Regions from separate parts of the Zea mays genome. Here region 1 is linked to region 2. Evidence: chromatin contacts called from public Hi-C data. All regions are on one chromosome and are shown on one strand. Each heading gives the region's core, a stretch centred on a gene start, on an enhancer-like site or on the middle of the called end of the contact. The rest is flanking DNA. Distances are from core to core; before and after follow the strand shown.

Region 1 (3,103 bases), core at 507-3,006, 400 kb before region 2:
TTTTTAGTGTTCTCAGTCTGCTGATGGTTCTTTGCACTCTACTCTTCAGCATAGGAGGAGATCTCGCATATATAGCAGAATTTCTCATGTATGCATGACCAAAAATACAGAGTTGAGGGCATGAATCCTTCCTTCCTTTTCTGCAAAATGGATGCATATGACCAAAATACTGTTGCTTCCAGACTCGTAATGCACTGGGCCCTAATTTCAGTTCTAAATAAATAACTTGCACGACATGCTTGTATTTTGCGTTGCATTCTAGCATAGCAGGAACCAAGAAGTTTACTACTGGGCCTGCAAACTGGCCACACATGTCTTTAGGCCCTGTGTCCTGGCCACACATCTCGAGGCCCAAGTAGGACATGGACAAAGTACATGCATGGGCATGGCATTCATTCAGTGTAATGTACCCGCCTGCGGTTACTTACAAGAGTACCTATCCTAGATTCTGTTTCTCTCATTTCATTCACTGCAGCAGTGCAGCTAAAAAAAATGGCACGTGCTAGATGCAATGCAGCACGGACGTGAGGATCGGAGTTCTTGTCGGCAATTGAATTCTTGAACAGGACGAGGATCGGAGTCCGCTGCGTTCTTTTCACAGGTTTATGGGCCTGCAGTGATGCTCATGGCAGGGGCAGCACCTGTTAACGTAGGTTTCCTTTTCGTATTGAAAGCCGGGGAAAGGCACCCGGTCGTGCCAAGAACAGCTAGCTAGCTTGTCTGCTTCCTTCCCGAGCAATCTTCTGTGTGTATTAACACACGCGGGGACCCAGCCTGCTCTGCGCCACTCGTCTCCCTCCTGACGACAGCTTAACTAGAGAGAGCGAGCGAGCGAGAGAGAGAGAGAGAGAGAGAGAGAGAGAGAGAGAGAGAGAGAGAGAGAGAGAGAGAGAGAGAGAGAGAGAGAGAGAGAGAGAGAGAGATTGACAGTTCAGCGTTCGGCATCGAGTATCACAGCGAGTGTGAGCTGCACCCTTGTGAACTGTGTAGCCGTACGTGGCGTATGACTGTGTTTGGATATGGCAAGGCTTATTAGCTGGTGACTGAAAGTTTAATGTGCCCGACAATGAGTTCGTTACGAGTTGCTTCGCTTGCCGTGTTTGGGATTTGGAGGACTTGCCGCAAGAAAGAAAGAAAGAAGAAGAAGAAGGAGGAGGAGGAGGAGGAAAGATAGTAAGCAAAGCACTCTTTTTGAGCAGGGCATGCTAGTTGTTGCGACACAGGAAAGGGAGGCTTTTGTGGACAGATAACTGCCGCGAATGCGAGGCCGTGGACAGAACAGGTCACCAACAGATCCGGATGGGCCCCCTGCGTGTCTCAATCCGGCGTCCCCGGCCCTGTACCTGAAGGTGTCGCGGGGGCATTCATGGCGTCCGTTGACATACATCACGCTCCCAGGAGCCCACAGCTAGCCCCCCACCACCGAGGCTGTGAGATGTCTCTGGTCGTCAGAGCTAGTACACACATGGGAGTACAGTCATTAGGCAGCTGCCCGTTCACTCGTTCAGATAGCTGGAGGTGGCGATCAGTGAGGTGAGCAGAGGAGAGGGAGAGCCACAGCCACAGGGGAAGAAGGACATGGACAGACGGCCCCCAGATGTTTATGCGCTGACGATGACTGCTGGTCCGGTCCAATCAAAATCCAAACAGAAAGAGGCGGCATGGCAGATCGAGCCACACTGCCACAGGCCACAGCCATGAGCTACCTAGCTAGCTGTCGAGCCCATGGTCTCCAGGGACCAAGCTCGGTAGGTGGTAGCTCACATGCATGACAGCGACGGTGCCTGCCTGCCCCCCTCCCTCACCCTGTGTCACGCACAGTCCGACTACGTAACTCCAGACGCAGCCGCAGCCGCTGCTGGTGTACTTGCTCTCTTGCGGCTCAGCCTGGGGCGTCCTAGGATGATCCTCTCGGTGCGTAGCGTAGACCGCTGCACAGTCACTCCTCCTTCCTGGCCGTGCTGTCCGTGCCTGTGTTTGTTTGTTTGTCTCCTTGCTTGTCCGGACCAGCATGCATGACCATCAGCCAGCCCCCGTGACCGTGACAGTGAAGACAGCCTGTTAACACACACACAACGACAAGAGGCAGGCCAAACTCCCAGCTCCCGATCACGTACACGGCTGTTGGCCCTCTGATGGCATTGGCATGTCTATCCCAACCTGCTGCATCTGCATGGCTGCGTGCCTGCGTCCGGACATGGAGGATGGACCGCGCACATACCCAGGCCACGAAGGATTACATTCAGACATAGCAGGACAATAACGATGCCATGGCGGGCTGCCGTCCAGTGCTTTTCTTGTTGGGACACACGGACGGCGTCGCTGGCAGCCCATCTTGGCCGGTTCCTGACACACACACAGAGAGAGGGAGGCTTCTTTCCGGGTCTCTCTTGCACGGGCACAGCTTCAACCGTTGGAAAGCGGACAGGCAACGGGTTGGTTAGACGTCAAAGTGTTGCTTGTCCCTAGAGGTGTCAATGATAAATTCTCCAAGAGTTCGTATAGTGTTGGCTTCAATTTAGGCACCAATCACTAGAGATGAATCAACTAACGGTGCTCTCTACGGAAGCCTAGACGGTTCGTGACCTCGGCGCAGGAGCTGCTCTCTCCATACACGCTTCCGGACGGTTCGCGACTAACGCATACGATGACTCGCACATATGGAGACTCGTGGTACAGAAACGAATGTCACATCTTTACTATATAATAGAAGTTCTGTACAAAAATAACTAAATAATACATCATACGAAGACGACGACCCAGCAACCATAGTTGACTGGGAGACGATGGCCTATACCTCTCACAAACTCTTCGCGGCATCCTTCATGCTCCTTATCTTATCGGTACCTGTTCTTGACCCGGGGGATTGTGAGTACAGCAAGGGTGAACTCACATACGTTCATCGCTCAACAAGATGTAGGAAATAATGTGCATGAGCTCACTTATAGTGGGGCTCATGTGAAATGTAAGGCTTACCAAAGAAGATGGTTAAAGATGAGCATTGCTTTTAAAGTTTCTCAAAGTTTTATTAGTAGTTATTAAGTGTAAGTAGATACCAACCCAATTAAGTATGAGATCACAATTAATAATAAACCCACAATAC
Region 2 (2,970 bases), core at 297-2,796:
TCGATCTCTCCTATAGTCTTGTTATTGTGCGTGATTAGAGCTTGGATAAATTAAACCACTACATCAATACACCCTTCACGCTCCAACTAGCAGACCCTTGCTTGTAATATTTGTTTTGTTGAGTCATGTTCACTCACCAATGCAACAACCTCTCTCTCTTTCAACCCCATATCATCCCATGCGTCAAATGAGCAGGTATTGGGACCAATGCACCAATAAAGTGCAAATACCAAGGCAGGCCTTGAAGCCATCGAGATGTGGCTCAAAGTACCAAGCAAGCACAGATACATGCCGAAGCCCGATTTTTTATCAAATGTGTTGGATCTAATAATTCCTTGTGCTAGATGCTATCCACAGCGGTTCTTCTTAAATTTCTCTCCCTGTATCAGTTTTTGCGTCACATCGTCAACATTTCATCCCCTACTTTTTCATCTCCGGCAGCGTTTCCCTCCCTAAATACTCCCCCTTACCCATACTATAGCTATAAAATATCATCTCATATCCATACTTTTCATTCGCTATCAATTTTTTATATACTAACAATTATTCGTGGTCCACAACACAAGGAATGAATAGTGTTGGAGGAGGCACCACACCACTGGCGGGAGAGAGACAACTACCGCCATAAAGGGGGCGTGGAAGGGGATGTCGCTGCGGCCCAAATGGGCTCCTGTAGCCGCCAGTTAGAGGGGAGGGGGCGCGCGCGACGGAGACCGCTGCAGCCGGTCTAAGATTACCTCTACCTAAATTCATATGCTCGAGCAAAACTATTTGTCATGATATATCCTCCCCTTGATAGGATTTTTGTTGTTATGAAACATGTTTGTCTAGGTGTCTCACTTCATGTGCTTACAACATGTGGAAGTAGAGGAGTGGCAAGGTCGCGAGTACCATGCATGACTAGCTCGTAGAAGTTGGAGAAAATTCCTGGTATGCCATCAGATTTTATACTCATCCCTTGTGTGCCACTGAGTGACATATAGGTATATTTTTTGGTGTCTATGACATGTGGGGTCAGTGGCATACAAGGAATGAGTATATTTTCCAGTGGCATACTGTTCGAAGTGGATCCCAATTAAGTAGCGTAGGCATGTTTAAGGCGATTAAGAACCACAGTTTTGTTGCAGCGATCCTTGAACACCTTTGTGTACTCGATGGATTTAACACGGTTTAGGATGACTAATTGATGAGGTGTAACTGTGACGGTATTCCACTCCTGTTTATAGGTGTAGCTTGTAAAAAAATCCACGAAAGGTCAAATTCATGAATCAACACTTGTATGCAAATGAATTTAGTGCACCTCCTAATTTATAAACGATTTCTATATAAAATTATACTGCTCTCTTAAAGTTGACGGGTTCCAAATCCAACCCTTCCTCGTCCCTTGGGCACCCAACGATTCCAAAAGACATACCGATGCCAGCTCTCTCTAGCTACCTTGTGTCCAAAGTGCCAAACGCCCCTTAACCACCTGCTTTATCTTCCCCCGTTCACCCCGTGCTCGCGCGCGCGCGCGCTCTCTCTCTCTCTCTCTCTCCCCTCCCTGTCTCCCTCCCCCTCTCGGAGTCTCGGTCGTGGCGACGACGACTGGGCAGGCCGACGAGCACCCACCAGGTATCCCACCCCTTCTCTTCCCTTCTTCCTGCTATGCGAATTAGGCGGACCGGCCAATAGGGCGACCACCCGCCCGCCTGAGAGGCCGTGCGGAGGTTGAAGACGGCTGCGGGCAAGGGAGACGGCGCGCGTTGCTTTTGGTTGCAAGTTGGAGCGTATGGGCCGTCTGGCCGGAGAGGCGCCCAGGCCCATCAGCTAGGAAGACCTTAAGCCAGGGCAAACGGCGCACATCAGCACACCATCGCAGGTCCGCAGTCGGTTGCGGCGCTCGAAGCGGTGGGCAGGCTCAGGCGCTAGTTCCACGGCCGCGGGCCGCGGCTCGCCCTCACCGCGCCGACGCACCGGCTCCCCCTCTCTCACGTCCCGTGCTTCCACTCGACCCCTCCGAGCTCCGGCTCCTCTCCGCCCCTCCACCCCAACCGGCAACCGGCAGCGCCCCCTGTGGCGCAGCGGCTGTATCTGCGTCCCTCTCTTGCAGTTGCAGCCCAGCAGCAGCAAAAACAACTCGAGCTCGCTTGTTCTTCTAGGGCCAACCGCAGTAACAGACTAACACTTGCAGTTAGGCGGCTCCGTAGATTAGTGTCTTTCATCAGCTCCAGGGTCAAGGTGGCACTTTTCATCAGATCAAGGGTCAAGCAGTAGTATACTGCTCTGTTTTTGATCGGGTTAGTTTTGCTCACCGCTTACTGTTACAATGCGGCTTCAATAGCAGGTTTGGATGTTTTTTAATGTCATTGCTTAATGTGTTAGCTTGCCTTTGTGGATCTTGTACATGCTGCAGCTCTGACCAGCAGATGGCAGGGCAGTAGCTGTTCGTTCCCTTGTTAGTAGTTTAATTTCAGCAATAATCCTTTGGCTCGGATACCTTTTCTATTGTTTAGAAAATTCAGAGTAACTTTGGTTCAGTGCAGCTCTATTTCAATTCAATAGCTGAATCATCTTTGCGAATATAAGCAGTGCGATTTGTTCATGACTTTCATGTTGTCGTTTGCACTTTTTAGCTAAAATTTTGTAGTCTAAGTTCACTCTTAACTCCTTTCTTGGGCTGGGTCCGCCACAACGAAACCGAGCACCCACTCCCTAAGGCTATTTTGTGTTCAGACATGATCTAATTATGGGTGTATGTGTGTGTATTATGCCTGCTTAATAACTTCGATTTTTCTTTCTTGCAAAAAGTTATTGGGTGCACACACATGGTCCGCCCCCTGCTGCAGAGTCGAAATCTTTACTAGGGCTTAGACTCTGTGACCTTGTTAGTGTGATTCTTATTCCTCTCTTTGAAATCCTTGTAAAGAATCTTACTTAGCAAATCTGTACTTTTTTCTAAGACGTAAGACCGGTGCTTACTTAAGGGTG

Evidence for each region. A called contact is a pair of places that touch in the nucleus more often than the background predicts.
Region 1: a contact with region 2 is called in a Hi-C map of leaf, with 2.9 times the contacts expected there. The contact joins the enhancer-like site here to the promoter of LOC100217001 in region 2. A contact is called at or near these places in 2 of 25 Hi-C or Micro-C datasets (ear and leaf).

Annotation. Positions count from the first base shown.
Region 1 is chr8:27,157,789-27,160,891 of Zm-B73-REFERENCE-NAM-5.0, reverse strand. No RefSeq gene overlaps it. Among protein-coding and RNA genes, the nearest start is that of LOC103634989, 67 kb to the right of the region's middle. Within about 2 kb of position 1,756, at least 18 of the 20 cell types and tissues checked have an H3K27ac peak or open chromatin away from gene starts, as enhancers often do. A contact at or near this core is called in ear and leaf, where this site is marked.
Region 2 is chr8:26,755,044-26,758,013 of Zm-B73-REFERENCE-NAM-5.0, reverse strand. It overlaps LOC100217001 (Ectonucleotide pyrophosphatase/phosphodiesterase family member 3), which reads left to right and starts at 1,546. Exons shown (of 9, transcript NM_001143378.1): 1 at 1,546-1,614.